Linked DNA regions of Triticum aestivum: region 1 is linked to region 2. Evidence: chromatin contacts called from public Hi-C data. All regions are on one chromosome and are shown on one strand. Each heading gives the region's core, a stretch centred on a gene start, on an enhancer-like site or on the middle of the called end of the contact. The rest is flanking DNA. Distances are from core to core; before and after follow the strand shown.

The links. A called contact is a pair of places that touch in the nucleus more often than the background predicts.
Region 1: a Hi-C map of leaf shows a contact between it and region 2, with 3 times the contacts expected there. The contact joins the promoter of LOC123111390 here to the promoter of LOC123111386 in region 2. A contact is called at or near these places in 3 of 5 Hi-C or Micro-C datasets (all in leaf).

The regions. Positions count from the first base shown.
Region 1 is chr5B:280,701,810-280,706,780 of IWGSC CS RefSeq v2.1, reverse strand. It overlaps LOC123111390, which reads left to right and starts at 2,439. Exons shown (of 3, transcript XM_044532180.1): 1 at 2,439-3,344. The coding sequence starts at 2,544. It overlaps LOC123111389, which reads left to right. Exons shown (of 12, transcript XM_044532178.1): 9 at 651-727; 10 at 1,077-1,178; 11 at 1,419-1,614; 12 at 1,809-2,189. The coding sequence ends at 1,898.
Region 2 is chr5B:280,316,119-280,320,834 of IWGSC CS RefSeq v2.1, reverse strand. LOC123111386 (probable protein phosphatase 2C 73) reads left to right here and starts at 2,841. Exons shown (of 5, transcript XM_044532176.1): 1 at 2,841-3,160; 2 at 3,574-3,924; 3 at 4,096-4,213; 4 at 4,308-4,531. The coding sequence starts at 2,984.

The sequences.
Region 1 (4,971 bases), core at 1,190-3,689, 390 kb before region 2:
TGGCCTAACATTGTAGCATCTTATCCCAATGTTGTAGATTTCTCCACCATAACCTCCACACCACTGCCTAATATCCACAACAATGTCTTTGACATACTCGATGGTTCCTTCTCCCACGAGGATCACCAGAAATACCATGCTGGTTTTGGCTTTAACTGGATGGGGTCAGGGTTAAGTCTTCTGTAAGGAAAAAAAACAGGGGCTCCGCAAATTCACTACAGATGTATGGAATTTAGAAGTTTGCCCTGCTTAAGCAGGGAGACAGTCTCTTATTCATGTGAACAAATGAACAAAAATGTGTTCCTGGATTATGAACATAAATAACTTCTAGGCTGGGTGTTGGTCTCCACTGCTTATTTGCATTAAATTTGTAAAATTTACTTTTTGTTGACTAGCAAAACTCGTTAGTATCTTTTACTTTGTAAAATGCATCTAAAGCTGGCATCAAGGAGGACCATTTTATGGAAAGATAATGATTGTCCTGATGCAAAAGTGCGTACTTCTGTAGTACTCTGTATAATTGTTCTTGTTTCTCTATTTGCTATTTATGGTTTCTTACTCATGTCCATATAATTATATATTCCAGCCTATAAACCTCTATGATGTGATGATTGCTTTTGTCTGAATAATCTGTGGTGCTTGGTTTTCAGCGCTTTTCTCTAGCTGGTGCAGAACTTAATGGTGTGATTTATGCAGTTGGCGGTTTCAATGGCGTTCAGTATCTGAGGTGATATCCTTTCACCACTTGTACTTATTTTGGCAAGTTTCAGTTACAAACTGATTTAGGTACTATCAACCCAGCAAAAGTAAGTAGTTTAGTGCAGCAATGCAACCTGCAAAAGTCCTAGAGCACATTTCATAACTCATGGCTTAGTGCATATTACTCTGTCGACCCCCTTTTCGAGCAACAGAGAAACACTCTCCTTATATCGAAGCAGTATGTAAATCTGTAATCAACTGAGTACGGTATTCATTAGCCTATTTTCTTTATGGCTTGCATGACAATGAACTTGTTATTTCTTCAAAGTGAGAATGCATAATTTCCATTTTGCTAATAGTACGATGTTTGTTACCAGCTCTGCTGAGAGGCTTGATCCTAGGGAGCCTAACTGGAAAATGCTCCCAGCAATGAGTACAGTAAGAGGTTGTCATACAGTGGCAGTGCTTGATGAGAAGATGTAAGTACGTGCATCTCTTTTTACAGATCAGGACGGTCCACTAGAAATTGTAGAACGTGGGCATCTAATTAAGTCTCTGGTATAGCTCTTTGTGGTAAATCACGGGGACGGGGGATCAGCGTAAATTTTGTATGATGTCGGCCCATGTGATCCAAAATTTTGTTTTACTGACTCTTGCTACAACTGAAAACAGCATAGATGCCCGTCATGGTGCTTAGCAATGCCGTGTTTTTCTTTCAGATATGTAATGGGTGGTTATGATGCTGATGCTGGAGCAATGGCATCCACCGTTGAGTTGTACGAGCCAAGAATGCCGTCATGGGTGATGGTGGAACCAATGAACTACACCAGAGGGTACCACTCTTCAGCTGTGCTCGGTGGTTCGATATTCACTCTGGGTGGGGTCAAAGGTGAAGCAGATACAATCTTGGATGTGGTAGGTAGCTACACCCAGATGCAATTTTCCGCCGAGCACCATACGGCTGCTAACATCCAAACTATACTACTGCCTAGATTACCCTTCAGTTTCAGCCGTTTTATCACTTGATTTTCTCGCTGTTTGATGTGTAGTTTCTCAGAAAAATTGTGCTGATCAACTGTTGAAACGCCTTGTGTTGGATGGATTGTCAGGTGGAGCGCTACAAGGAAGGCTGTGGTTGGGTGAATACAGGGATGAAGTCAATCGGCAGCAGATGCTACTGCTCTGCCATTGTTCTCTGACCGACCGGCTTTCTCTGATCTACGGACACTTCGAACCTATACCTACTAGTATCTAAGTATCTATCTAAGCTGCTGCTGCTGATGAGTGAACTGCAAAGCAAACTGTTAAGACCCTGGAGGGTCCTCTCTTTGTCTTTGTCTGAATTCAGAAGCCCTTGTCTCTTGAACCGAGAAAACCACTGTCCAGTTTCTCGTTTCTTGTTTTTTTGGATCTTAATTCACAATGCAGCGAACATCTGATTCGAAACTGAACTGAAATGCGAAAAGGGACACGAACTATATGGACGAACATTTGATTTGTTGCCGTATGCTTATGGTCGTTTTTCGCTGTTGTTTGCCTTCCTGTTGTTTACTGAAGCAACTTCAGGGCACCAGACACAGCAAGAGAACATCAGGGTTTAGATTCAGGCCCGGCTTGAAGCCCTGCCATGATCCTTGATTTTTCAAAACATTCTTGAAGATGGTTTCAAAAGATCTTTTATTTGCCATATTTTATGTACTTTTTTTATATAAAAAAACGTAAAATTGTACTAGAACTGTAGAAGCAGGGCAATATGATGTGCAGAAAGCGGTCGTTGAGATAGTAAAGAGGACGTGCAGACTACTGACCTTTACACGTCCCCATCGATCCCATCACACCCACCGATGGCCGTCGGCGAGGAGGTCAAGCTCTCCATCTCCGGCGCCGCCCTCGCGGCGCTCCTCCACCGCTGCGGGGCCGCCGCGGGTGACTGCGACGGCCTCCTCTTCGGCCGCGCCCACCGCCCCCCTCCGCCGGCTCCCACCCTCTCCGACTACGACGACCAAGCCCCCGCCGCCCCGTGCCTTTTCATCTCAATCTCCGGCCACTCCTCCCTCTCCCACCCCTGCTCCCTCTCAGATCCCCTCGGCCGCCCCAACCCGCCGCCACCCTCCTCCCCTTGCCCCCTCGGCTTCTTCTCGTCCCGCCGGCGCACCCCTCTCCGCGCCTCCATGCGCGAGCACGCCCTCGCGTGCTCCCTGTCCAAAACCCTATCGCCCCTCACCCACCCGCTCCTCTTCATCCTTGTCTCCCCCTCCGCTTCCGACGACCTCTCCACCCACTCCTTCGACTACCGCGCTTTCCTCCTCGTCGGATCCCGCCTCGTCCCGACCTCGCTCACCGTCGTCAACGTCGGCCCCGGCTTCCGGGACCAGTACCACTCCTTCGCCCCGGAGTCGCCCTTCCCGTTGCTGACGACTCAGCCGCCGCCGGCGGCGCCCCAAGCAGAGGATGCTTACAGCATTGGGGAGCAGAAGGCCGTCGATGCGATGGTGGACGGGTTTGGGCTGGGGAGGCTGCAAGGGCTCGTCTGCGCTGCAGCTGGGCAGGCGGCGGAGATGGATAGCATGTATGCCGGGATGCTCCATAGGATGGAGAAGCTCGCAAGGGAGGTGGAGAAGAGCAATCACCGCGTGCTCGACCAGGTTGTCTTCTCATCCTGCCTATCATGCTGTTCTTAGAGTGATTACATGCAGAATGCATTTAGGAGCTATTGCGCAAACCATCTAGTGGTTGAATTGTGTGCTTTGAGGGGTTCTTGCAATTTAGTCAGTAATTCAGTATGTTGGTTTGGAGCTACATCTTGCAAAGTTTTAATCGAAAATGATCAGCTGGGAGCAACGGTGACTATTATTCATGCAAAAATAGTTGCATAGTTTGGCAAGAAACATTTCCTTATGCAAGGGTGGTAGTTATTCATGTCTACGCAGAGTAGTGTGTAGTGTAGAGAACTAGTCATTCTGGTCAATATTTGATTCTCATTCGTCACAACAGGTTCACTCGTGTAGATTATGCATGGGATATGAAGTTTCCTTTCCTTTCAAGAGTGCATTGTTTATGCTCAATTGGTTGTCAGCACTCATGAAATAGCTTTCAAGAGTATTTTTCATGTAATCGTATGCCACAGCTGCACTCATGGAAGTATATAGATAAGCTAACCAAATAGCTACATGTTCAGTCCCAAATCCAAAAAAGTCTCGCCATCACTCCCTCAGTCTATCTCCTATTTCAATCTTCTCTATGCAACTAACCTGCCTCCACCAAGATGCTTGATTCCATGAGCTAAAATATCAACTATAAAGTCCCAGTAAAATGGCTTGCAGTGCCAATTGGAATTTGGGCCTAGAGCTGCTCTTGTTCAAGTCAAGAAAAGGCGGAACATACTGAGTTGGAGAAAGGGTTTATAAAGGCAGGGCCAGTCCTGAGATTTGGAGAGCCCAGGGCAAAACTAGAAACTGGGGCCCTTGATATGCAAAAGAAGAACAAATCAGTTTTTCTTGTGGAAAAAAAAATCTGAACACCCCATGTCGGTGAGCCGTATGTATATTTGAGATTTAGTTGGCCTAAAGGAGGAAGAGAAGGTCGCTGCCACATTTTAAATGTATTGATCACCCATCACGGTATAATTGTTTTATATCTTCAGAAAGAAGAGGGCGAATCTCACTAAATATACCGAGAAAAAAGTTAAATTTTCTATGAAAATGCAAATCAGATAAGGCTTTCAGAAAAGATATTTTTACTTGTGGTAGAAAATAATAATGAGAATACAAATCTGAAAAAGCCTTTACACGAAACTGAAAAGTAAAATGAATGAAGAAAGCTAAAATACTATCAGTGTGCCATGCGCAGTTTGCGTATTTAGCTGGCAAACTCACCCCCAAAGAGAGGATGTGTATTATCATGGTTTTGCCTTCACGTGCCATGTGGTGCTCATACACACAGAAAGCCAATTATAAACCGTTAGAAAATTAAATAGCTGAACCATGTGTTGTACTAATTGATTGCTCGAGTCAACACGGGAACCTGCTATCTACTACACCGGGCTTTAGTCCAAGATTGAGCGACGAAGCGAAGCGTCGCAAGGGGCATACTCACACCGCGTAGGCGTGGTTATCTGTCCATGGTGTCACGCCACCTGGCCTGCCTCTGGCCTGGCGCCTGTGCTGCTACTTAGCTGCGTTGTGTGCTGGCCAGGCCCAGTTAGTACAGACTACATACGGTATATCTGGGGCCCAGGGCGTCCGCCCTGCTCGCCCTACCCCAGGGCTTGGC
Region 2 (4,716 bases), core at 1,592-4,091:
GATCGAGGAGAACATTGTATTGAGATTCAAAGAGAGAGAAGAAGCCATCTAGCTAATAACTATGGACCCGAATGTCTATGGTAAACTACTCACAACTCATTGGAGAGGCCTTGGCGATGATGTAGAAGCCCTCCATGATCGATTCCCCCTCCGGCGGAGCGCCGGAAAAGGCTCCAAGATGGGATCTCATGGATACAGAAGGTTGCGGTGGTGGAAATAGGTTTTCGTGGTGCTCCTCGGTGTTTTCAGGGTATGCAAGTATATATAGGCGAAAGAAGTCGATCAGGGGATCCATGAGGGGCCCACGAGGGTGGGGGGCGTGCCCACCCCCTAGGGTGCGCCAGGCACCCTCGTGGCCGCCTCGGCCGCTTCTTGACGTCCACTTCAAGTCTCCTGGATTGAGTTTGTTCCAAAAAGATCACTCCCGAAGGTTTCATTCCGTTTGGACTCCGTTTGATATTCCTTTTCTTCGAAACACTGAAATAGGCAAAAAAACAACAATTCGGGTTGGGCCTCCGGTTAGTAGGTTAGTCCCAAAAATGATATAAAAGTGTAAAGTAAAGCCCATAAACATTCAAAACGGGTAATATAATAGCGTGGAACAATAAAAAATTATAGATACGTTGGAGACGTATCACCCTTCTCGCTTCTACTTCACCTCCTCCCACTTCCTCTCCCGGTTCCTAATCACCTTCTTGGCCGGAGCAAGCCCATCTTGTGTTGGCATGGTTGGATCACTACCCTCATCTTCATTGAGCATGGCGGTATTAGAAATCGAATCCTAGGCATGATACATCATGTCCCATGCCAATGTCATCTTCAAGTCCCAACTTGGGTACGCCTTCCAGAGTCCTCGCTGAGGTGCTTCACACTGTCAATAAGAATGAGAGGATTGAAGAAGTAAATCCATAGGTTCGTCTTCACGGTCTACTCTAATTTGCCCAATCTAGGACTCTCGAATGCGACGTCTTTCTCTAAGACGGAATTGGCAACAGCGGTGAGCCACTTGTTTTGCCTACTTAAGTGCAACCAACAATGCATATAGATGAAGTGCTTCTTCTCCATCTTTGGGTATAGCCTGCACGCACGTATGGGCTAGCTAATGAAGACAATGGAGGGTCAACAAGTTGAACAAGTCACAAAACTTACGAGCTGTTGGATTGTGTGCCACTTGGCCACCGGATTTTCACTTGATTGTAGAGGCCGCAAAACTTTTTGACTCGCTCTTGAATGGTGTACCATCGATTGGTGAGCGACTTCCATTGCGTTGATGGACCACTTCCTTATGGTAGGGATCGTAGTGCTTTCTCTTGTGAAACCAAACATGGATACTATGCCTCACACAACAATTCATCCTCCTTGATGCATTCCGAGAACGCAGCCTTACGGGCGTCCACCGCCACCCGGTCCTCCGACTTTGGCGGGATAATGATCATCTCCGTTAGGTCATCCAATGATGGATCCATCGCGGTGGTGGACGGCGGAACATGCCGGAACAGTGAGGGAGACGACAATTGGGGTGGAGACAGTGAGAAAGAGTGTCTTTCGCATGAGCACCAAACCCTATTGTTGCAAGGTCGCTGATATGCTATGACATGTTCGATGATGCTTCCGAGGGCGGCCGTGCAGGGAGAGGAGCATGCTGCGTGCGGGTGAGGGGTTATAGGTGAGCATCACCACCTGTTGTTGCGAAGGATGCAGTCATGCTGCAACGCGGCTGGCGATGCTGCTGGTGATGTTGTGAAGCAGTGCCAGCGACCAGCGATACCGCCGGTGATGATAGTCCACGAGCTGTGGGCTGGCGAGATGCTGCATTTGTGTGATGCTGGGAGAAGCGAAGCAACATGCGGTCCATCTGATGTGTTGCCAATTGGACGGCCCATGAGCCTCCGGCGACGGGAATCATTGAAGCTTTGAGGGGAATGTCGGTGGTGACGCAAGGGACCATCAGAACTTCAGGCGACACTGCAATGTCGGCAACGACGGATGCTACGAGCAGGCTACAAGGTGCAAAGCGATGGTCGACGCTGCGACGGTGGTGGCGGTTGCCTGCTAGCATGGGCTGTGCTTGTGCAAGTACGATCAACGCTGTGACGGGACAGGATGACAAGTGGTGTTTTTTTTTTTTTTTGAATTCGACAAGTGGTGTTGATTGTGCAAGCTACAAGAGAACGGAAGACGATCAGAGGGTCACACACTGCCTTATCGAATGGCTGTAGAGGCGGTTTATATTTTCGCCACTATAGTCGTTTGGCTCCTACTGGCCATACTTAATCGCCAATTGATCCATGCCGGATGACGCCTAGCGTGTCATTAAATTAAGAAGGAAAAGACATTTTTCACATATGTTGGGTTGGGCCGGGCCTGGCCAGGCTTTGACATTTTCAGATCAGACTTGTCCGGGCCAAGAATTATCATCAGGCCTAGCCCAAACAAGGCACTTTGGCAGCGACCGCTGCTACCTGCAAACTGCAACACTGGCTAGAGCTCAGAATTCATGGACGTTAGGCGAGCGGCGAGCGGTACCAAGCGCGTTATGGCACTGCAAACTCGCAAGGATTTTCATGGAGAGACAGGTGAGCCTCCTCTGACGCCCAGCCAGAGCCAGAGCCAGTGAGATGCGCATTGAAGACGACGACGGGCGCAGGAGGCAGGCATCTCACGTTGGCGCCCACAGCTACAGGCAACAAGAGTTGCTGAGGAGCATTGAATGCGGCCGCGTCACCACCATTAGCGGCGTCCGTCCCCATCTACCTCCAGGACGGGGCGCCCATGTCCTCTCGCCATTAATGGCGCCCCAACGCTATAAATGGCAAGATAAACATCCATTCACCCCACTCTCTCGCTCGCTCGCTCACGCGCACACACGCCCGCCCGCGCGCATTAAACTCCGAGATGCCCATCCCGTTCCGTGCACCTCTGCTTGCAGCTGCAGGAGCGAGCTAGCTAGGTTCTAGGTAGCTGCCGAGATTTGGCTGCGGCAATGGGGATCTGCTGCAGCAGGGAAGGAGGGGGGAGGGAGCTCGAGGAGACGGAGGGGTGGTTCCCCTGGAAGCACGACGACTTCTTGCAGGAGCAGCTCGCCGGCGCCGCCGGGGTGTCCATGCACACCAAGCAAGGGTGGAAAGGCGTCAACCAGGACGCCATGGCCGCCTGCCAGGTAAGGTCAAGCTTTCCTTTCCTTCCCTCCCCTTCCTTGTAGCCATGGGAGATATGTTCTTTTCTTCGCTGCAAGTTGAATCGGCAGCTTTTTGCAGTAGTACTAGGTCCATCTCTGCTACTAGCTTTGCTCAAACTGAAAAACTTTGGAACCTGCAATACACCTGAGATACTGTAATCACCACACATGTACCTCACCATCTTGATTGCTCACCATTGCCCTGATCTCCTATGTAGTACGTACTCTACTTAGTCTCATGACATATTTATTGCTCACCAGTGTACTAATATCAGCATGAATGCAGCATTAGAAACTGAAATCCGTGGCAGATAGTATCAGTATGGCCTAGCTGCTAGATTATGTGCAAAATTTACTTGAGACATAAGATAATCTTGATGTGTCAAGATGATCAGGACTTCGCCGGGCACAAGGGCCAGATCTTCTGCGGAGTCTTCGACGGGCACGGGCCCCTCGGCCGGGACGTCGCACGGCATGTCCGAGACTCCCTTCCCAAGAAGCTGTCCGCCTCTCTGGCACCGAGAGCTGAAGACGACGCCCTCTCCAGCAACAGCAACGCGGACATGGATTCGTTCGACAAGTCGGATTGCACCTCGTCCAGCGACACCAGCGAAGAGCACCAGCTGCTGTCCTCGTGGAAGAGCTTGATCGTGAAGGCGTTCGAGGACGTCGACGAGGAGCTGAGGCAGCATTCCGGGATCGACTGCCTTTGCAGTGGCACCACTGCTGTCACCGTCGTTAGGCAGGTAATAGATACTAGATGGTTTTAAATTTCAGTTTCAGAAATATTTCAGCACCTACCGAAATTACCGAATTTCAGTGGTTCCAGTTTGCATTTCGGCCAAAGCACCGAAATGTTCACTTGAAATTTAGAAGTATATTTGAAAGTTTCAATTGTTGCTATTTTTTGCATACAGGGTGATCACTTGATCGTTGCAAATTTAGGCGATTCGCGCGCTGTTCTCTGCGCGCGGGACAGCAAGGGCCGCCCGGTTTCGGTGCAAATCACCACCGACTTAAAGCCAGATCTTCCTGGTCAGCCTCTGAATTTCTCATGTCATACTTGCCTGTAGGTGGTACGTACACTTGTTAACTGCAACTTGCAATGTATCTTCTGGACTTGTCGTAGGTGAGGCTGAGAGGATCCTGAGTTGCAAGGGGAGAATCTTCGCCATGGACGATGAGCCCGACGTGCCTAGGCTGTGGTTGCCGGACCAGGACGCGCCGGGCCTCGCCATGGCAAGGGCTTTCGGAGACTTCTGCCTCAAGAACCATGGTCTCATCTGCACACCCGAAGTGTACTACAGGAAGCTGTCAGAAAAGGATGACTTCTTGGTGCTTGCCACTGATGGGGTAACAAGAGTGGATTTCCTCTAGTTTCATGTCCATTACATTCCAATCATGCTCCAACTTCCTTTAGTTAAGAACAGTTCCTGACACTATTGCAACTTAAATTAAGATAACATAAATCAAATCCTTTATGATCAGGCTGACATCAAGCAACTGTTAACTGAAGTAGACTCGTCTCTGTATCTTCT